2 separate regions of the Zea mays genome follow, and region 2 is linked to region 1. The links are chromatin contacts, called in public Hi-C maps. All regions are on one chromosome and are shown on one strand. The core of a region is the stretch at or near the end of the contact, and the rest is flanking DNA. Distances in the headings are between cores, read along the strand shown.

Evidence for each region. Hi-C and Micro-C count contacts between places; a contact is called where the count stands out from the background.
Region 2: a Hi-C map of ear shows a contact between it and region 1, with 2.3 times the contacts expected there. The contact joins the enhancer-like site here to the promoter of LOC100274190 in region 1. A contact is called at or near these places in 2 of 25 Hi-C or Micro-C datasets (ear and endosperm).

The regions. Positions count from the first base shown.
Region 1 is chr8:115,906,592-115,910,002 of Zm-B73-REFERENCE-NAM-5.0, reverse strand. LOC100274190 reads left to right here and starts at 2,022. Exons shown (of 7, transcript NM_001357783.1): 1 at 2,022-2,775. The coding sequence starts at 2,061.
Region 2 is chr8:116,612,120-116,615,848 of Zm-B73-REFERENCE-NAM-5.0, reverse strand. It overlaps LOC103635738 (E3 ubiquitin-protein ligase KEG), which reads left to right. Exons shown (of 15, transcript XM_008658118.3): 14 at 170-358; 15 at 435-2,354. The coding sequence ends at 1,985. Among protein-coding and RNA genes, the nearest start is that of LOC103635738, 23 kb to the left of the region's middle. Within about 2 kb of position 2,353, at least 18 of the 20 cell types and tissues checked have an H3K27ac peak or open chromatin away from gene starts, as enhancers often do. A contact at or near this core is called in ear and endosperm, where this site is marked.

The sequences.
Region 1 (3,411 bases), core at 773-3,272:
TTTGTCTCCCAGATCTGAAATGCACATTTCAAACGTTAATCGTTAGTACAAATCGTATAATTCGTAGTCAATAGAGGGGGGATAAACCCTAAACACAGAGGGTGGATGAACCCTAGACAATAATCCCAAAATCCGACTGATCTTAGGGGGAGACCCCAAAACCCTAACAACACATTGCGACGGCTAGAAACAAGCCTATTCGCGGCTGAGATGGGAGCGACGGTGGAGGAGAGTTGGGGGGAGACCCCAAAACCCTAACAACACATTGCGACGGCTAGAAACAAGCCTGTTCGCGGCTTAGATTGGGGGACTTACGAATCTATAAGCACAAAGGCCGAATCGAATCGGGCACGAAGGTGGACGAGAAGAGATGGTTGGGATGGAGGAGCACAAATCGGGACGTGGAATGGAGAAGAACATACCGCGGTGGTGGCCGGAGGTGATGGTTCCGTCATTCGCTCGCGCGGGTACGGGATCCTGGCGGCAGGAGATGGCGACGGCGAAACCCTAGCGCAGAGAGCGTTTGCGTTTGCGGTGCGTGCGGGAGTGCGGGGGTACAGCGCGTGTCGGGGCGAAGCGACTTGTTTGCCGCTTCTTGGCGGCCGTAGGGACAGCCGCGTCGGCCCGAAGCGCTTGCGGGAGAAGCCCCCCAGAAGTTTTGCGTTTGGTTCAACTTCTGGCTTCTGGCGGGCAGAAGCTCCCCAGAAGCTGAATCAAACAGGGGCTAAATTGACTCTATCACTAGTTAAAATTGGCTAGTAACTCTCGCTAGCCAAACTAACTTGCATGTTAGGGAGTTTTTGGAATAAGATGTTATTTATAGAGTTAGAGAGTTTTTGAATTAGAGCAACTCCAAAAGACTAGGTATAAATCCTAGCTAAATTTGAAGTATTGAGAGCTGTAAAAAATAGATAAGTTCATAATATGTGAGTGTATCCAACAAACTCTTCAAATATAGATGATGACTTATAAAACTCTCAACTAGCCAACTCATACGGTTCTTTTTTTTGCGCATGAATTTTCATCTGCTGTAGCCGACGGACATGGCGCATGACCGTTCTGAATCGGTCTGACACCCAGACACAACATTTGGTGCCAATTTCAAGCACATAATACAGACACAAAGTTGTTCAGTCCACTTCAACAAACTAGAAAAGAATGTGGATTATGTTTTCATTCCACTTCAACAAACTAGACAATCTGTGTTCAAGAAGCCATAACAACACATCTGTCACAGTTGGATTAAACTAAATGGGAGCTGGGCCAACTGAACAGTTCAAACATCGGATTCATATTCCCTAGTATCATTGACAATCCCATTTTTGAACCAGTTCAACTGGAATGTGATGTCACTATGGTGAAGCTATAGGGACGAAACAAGCAAGAAGCAACGGTAATGGAAAGGTGGGTTCGTCAGGGGAGAGCTCACTCATCACTGCGAGACGACAAACTTGCCCGGGGAGCCATGGGAACCAAAGCGAGAGAGTGCGGGAGGAAGCAGGAGGGCAGGAGAGCGCGTCGGCTGGGAGATGGCGAATCCTAAGAGCTAGCCAAAAATGACCAGCGACGGGGAGACGATGGCGAGCCAGATGCGATGGCGAAGTTGATGAAGAGACTGTTGGAAGCTTTTTGCACGGAGTTTTTCTTTTTTTTATAGAGCACGGGCTGTTTAGCTAGTCTGTTGGAGCTGCTATTAGATGTTATTTATAGAGTTTAATATTTACACAGAGACAAATAAAGAGTCGAGTCAAAAATAAAGTCTGTGAGTGATGTTCTAAGTGCGGCCAATGACTACAAATGTTATTTATAGAGTTTAATATTTACATTTTCTAGTTTCTTCTGTGTGTCACCCTTGACCACCTGCGCCGTGTCTCTTCTGTGTGCCACTGCTGCCCTCACCCCTGGATGAGAAATGAAGGCACCAGATTTAAAGTGCTCATATGAGCACAAGAGCTCCATGAGCACATAATACGTTCCCTTTGCTAAAAGCAACCACAAGCGAAAAAAAAACAAATTTCCCTGCTCTTTCCGTCGCCTCCGCCGTCGCCGTAAGACTGTCGATGGCCGCAGCCACCGCCACCGTCACCTTCTCGCCATCTCCCCCATCCTTCCTCAACTCCCATATCCCTCGTGGCCACCGACCTGCCTCCACCACGACGATAGCTTTTGCACGCCGTTTTCGCGGTGTAAAACCTAGTCCCGATCGCTCCCGAGGCAAGGTCGACCAGGTCGCCCACCCCGACGATGGATTCGGCGCACTCGAAGCGGAGCTCTGGCGCCTGCGCCGCCTCGTGGAGCTAAAGATCCACCGCCTCGGCACCGAGGCCGACGCCGCCTACCGCGACCTACGCTCGGCGGTGCGCGAGGTCAGCGGAGACCGCGTCGTCCTAACCTTCCGCCGCTCGTCGCTGCGCTACCTCACCGGAGCACTCCTCTTCTTGCTCGCCTGCGCCATCGCGGCGCGATTGCTGCTGGGGATGGTCTTACGGGCGTGGCAGCGGCGGGGTTTGAGGAGGGGATTGTGGGGTGAAGGCGGCAGGGCGGTTGTGCGAAGGAGGGACCGCAGCTTGGGAGGGAAGGAGGTGGTGGTTGCTGTGTCGTCGCCGCCTAAGGAGGCAGCTCGGACCAGTCGTGTCGCAGAGCCAGCAAAGGAGGTCTGGAGGGGGTACTCACAAGCTAAGTTGCCAGACTGGTGGCCCAATGTTGGAGCGACGGTGATGGAACCTGGGCCAGAGATGGAGAAGTGGGCAAGAATGGCAAACAGATTGGTCCGAGGTGAATGCCTGTAAATTTCAATTCTAGGTTGCTGGCGTAATTCTGAATGTGTTGCCCAAATGCACCAGTCTGGTACATCTTTTATTTTTTAACCTTTCACTGTTTTTTGGGTATAAAATTATTTGCAAATTGGGTTTGTATTTCAAAAGCCCAATAATTTGAGCTCGTATGCATGCTGATGCTGTTATTGATAGTATATAAATGGGGGTTCTCAGTGTGGTAACATTGGTTCTGTTTGCTCTCATTCAAGTTCGAATAGCATCAACATAATGCCACTACAACATTATATTATTATATAAAACTAGGAGATTTTAAATGGTACAGAGGTTAGTTTTGTTTATATACTTCGCAGAATTTGCTCTTGAAAATGTCTTTTCCTTTGAAGTTCTAATAGATTTAGTATTTCCGGGAATTAACAGAAATGTGACATTTGGAGGATGATTTCCTTGTAACACATTTTATTTGTTCCTACAACTTGCATTTGTCATTCTTTAATAGCAACTTAAAACTAGCTGATATTATATTCTTCGAAATTTGAATGATAACTTTGCTCTTGTCATGATTATTCCCTTGAAATTGTAATTGTTCTTACAGTTTTGCTAGAAATATAACAATGACTAAAATTTGGCACGTGAA
Region 2 (3,729 bases), core at 1,104-3,603, 710 kb before region 1:
TATAAACATAAAGATCAATTTTTACTGTCTATTTTACAATTCTAACTAGATTCAGTAGGGCTATACAGCAATGGAAACTCACCTTTCGTATATTTGTGCTTTCGTGGAATTTTGGTGCCTGTTTGTTTTTTCTTAGTTATGTTCTTGTTTTTGCAAAACGAAATTCCAGATTGGGGACCAAGTATGTGTAAAGAGGTCTGTTGCAGAGCCCAGATATGCATGGGGCGGTGAGACTCATCACAGTGTTGGGAAAATAATTGACATCGAGAGTGATGGCCTGCTCATCATTGATATTCCTAATCGGGCTGCACCATGGCAGGCAGATCCATCGGACATGGAAAAGATTGAGAACTTCAAGGTATAAACTTTTTAATATTCATGTTAATGCCTTAATCGATTTTCTTTGGATCATTACCTTCCATTTATATTTGCAGGTTGGCGATTGGATTAGAGTCAAAGTGACAGTTCCCTCACCCAAATATGGATGGGAGGATGTGACTCGAAATAGTATTGGGATAATTCATAGTCTACAAGATGATGGAGATGTGGGTGTTGCTTTCTGCTTTAGAAGCAAGCTTTTTCTTTGCTCAGTTGCAGATATCGAGAAGGCACAACCATTTGAAGTAGGGGAAAAAGTTCATGTGTCACCTTCCATATCTGAGCCACGCCTCGGCTGGTTAAATGAAACTGCAGCTACTATTGGAGCCATATCAAGGATTGACATGGATGGGACTTTAAATATCAAGGTTTCTGGCCGAAAAAGCTTATGGAAGGTTGCTCCTGGTGACGCTGAGAGGCTTTCAGCTTTTGAGGTTGGAGATTGGGTCCGCCCAAAACCAAGTATTGGGAGCAGACCTACTTATGACTGGAATAGTGTTGGGAGAATAAACATTGCAGTAGTCCATAGCATTCAGGACTCTGGTTACTTGGAGTTAGCTGGCTGTTTCAGGCATGGGAAGTGGCTAACCCATAACACAGACATTGAGAAAGTGCAGACAGTAAAAATTGGTCAGCATGTTCGGTTCCGTGCTGGAATTTCAGAGCCTAGATGGGGATGGAGAGATGCGAACCCTGATTCTAGAGGCATCATCGCTGGTGTACATGCTGATGGAGAAGTAAGGGTCGCCTTCTTTGGTGTGCCGGGATTGTGGAGAGGCGATCCTGCAGATCTTGAAATTGAGAATATCTTCGAGGTTGGAGAGTGGGTTAGGCTGAGGAACGATGTGGAGCAGTGGAGATCACTCAAGCCTGGTAGCATTGGTGTGGTGCATGGGGTGGGATATCAAGGTGATGCTTGGGATGGAACCATTCATGTCGCTTTTTGTGGTGAGCAGGAAAGGTGGATTGGGCCTTCTAGCCAGCTTGAAGGAGTTAGCAAGTTTGTTGTTGGGCAGCGTGTTCGAATCAGAGGCTGTATCCGCCAGCCAAGATTTGGTTGGTCCAATCATAGTCATTCAAGCATAGGGACAATCTCATCTATTGACGCAGATGGGAAACTGAGGATTCATACACCAGCTGGTGCCAGGGCTTGGTTGACAGACCCAGCAGAGGTGGAAAAAGTGGAGGACGAGGAGGAAGTCTGTATTGGGGACTGGGTGAAGGTTAAGGACTCAGTTGGAACCCCAGTGTATCAATGGGGTGATGTGAACCACAGCAGTATAGGGGTGGTCCACCGGGCTGATGATGGAGAGCTCTGGATTGCTTTCTGCTTCTGTGAGAGGCTGTGGTTATGCAAAGCATGGGAGGTGGAAAAGGTGAGGCCCTTCAGACAAGGTGACAAAGTACGGATACGATCTGGTCTTGTATCCCCCAGATGGGGCTGGGGGATGGAGACCTACGCGAGCAAAGGCGAGGTTGTGGGTGTGGATGCAAACGGAAAGCTGAGGATAAAGTTTCGGTGGAGGGATAGACTTTGGATTGGGGACCCGGCTGATGTCGTTCTTGATGATGCCCATTTATTGACGGAGGCTTCTAATGGCTTTTGACCTTTTTGTTCATAGGCTTGTGGTATTCTTTTGACCCCATATCTCATTTCTTGCACCCATCCATTTTGCAGCATTTCAAATTTAGCAAAATCTCAACCTGCAGTGGAGTTGCAAGTTGCACATAGTTATCATCGCATAGGCATGCATGGCAGGGTGTATTTCTTGTTGATAACCGGGGAATGAGAAGACAGCGATAGTGAAATACTCCTAGAGTTGATAACCACCACCTAGGTTTTTTTCCCTTTGGTCTACATGTATAATTATGCCGCCTGATACCTTTTGGGTTTCAGTGTACCATATATACCAGTGTACAGGTTCGGACCTGAACATTAATTTGATTGATAGTGGTCTACTGGTCTTGTATGTGCTGACTCGTTGTGCACCGAGTGGCTGGCAATGCCGCGTGTACCAGGAGTTACTGCAAGCTGCTCAGTGGCATACGAGTATGATGACGTATATGGTACAAACTGCACTGCTGTGTATGCGTGGCACCAGTGTTGGTGTGGTAATGGATCGTGATCTAAATAATTTCACAAAATGGTTGGGCTCTAAATAAAGTTTAGTTTAAAAATGAATAGAAATAGAGTCTGATCCTTTAATCTTATAGTATAAAATTTAGAGCTCACTGGTACCCTAATGGCACCTCCACAACTGTTACCTCTAATGCCACCTCCACAAAATAAATGAGGAATCTCCACAAAATGAGGAATTAATGGCCTGTCTATTTCACCTTAAAGATTATATAATCTTGATTATAATCTGAATTATATAATCTAGATTATAATTTATCGTATGCAACTGTTTGGTAGTGTAGATTATACAAGTATATAAGGGTGGTATGGATCGTGATCTAAATATTTCTTTACAATTTGTTGTATATAAGGGTGGTATGGATCGTGATCTAAATATTTCTTTACAATTTGTTAGGTCTCTATATTTATTTTATTTTAAAAATAAATATAAATAAAGCCTTATCTTAATTCGATTTGATCCATGCTTATCATTCCTACGAGTACATATTATTGTTCTATAAGAAAGTACGCTACAAAGAAAATGGTATTATTCTAGCAAATAATGCATTGGCAATTTGATCATGAATGTTATTCATCCACGAGAAGCTACAACAGAGGCATGCACATGTATGTTTCTTGTGAACATTTTATCGAGCAGCTAGAGCACACCCGAACTATGGTAGGCAGCATCTACGCCGTGGACTACTGTGGCGATGCCGGCATTCGGTAGTTCGCGCCATGCGCCACAGTTGATGACGCCCCATGACACAGTTGACGAGCCCGTGCCGCCGTTCTCTAGTTCACGACCGTGGCTGATGGTGCGTGTCGCAAGCATGGGGTCGAGGTCGCGCCCTGCACCGGCGGTGTTATTGGCAAGGTCACGTCCGCCGCTCATGCACGCCATGGATAGAGGTGCGACCTCCTCTGCCCGCGACATGAAGCTCTGCAGCCGCGCTGCCACCGTGGATCAGCCGTCGTCGTGAACGGGTTGTTCATGGACATGCTGCAGGCGGGTTGGATTGGAGAAGCGATGCGATGGCTGGATGGAATGTGCTGGGGTTTCGGGTTTAGCATGTTCGTGAAGAAAAGTGAATGACAGACGTTGTAATTTCTAGTAACATAACCATAGGCAGTGGATCTTTTACCAAAAATAATCTCCAATAAACTCATCTTAAATAAATTATGGGATTATCATAATCTGACCTTGAAATTATATAATCTATCCACATAAT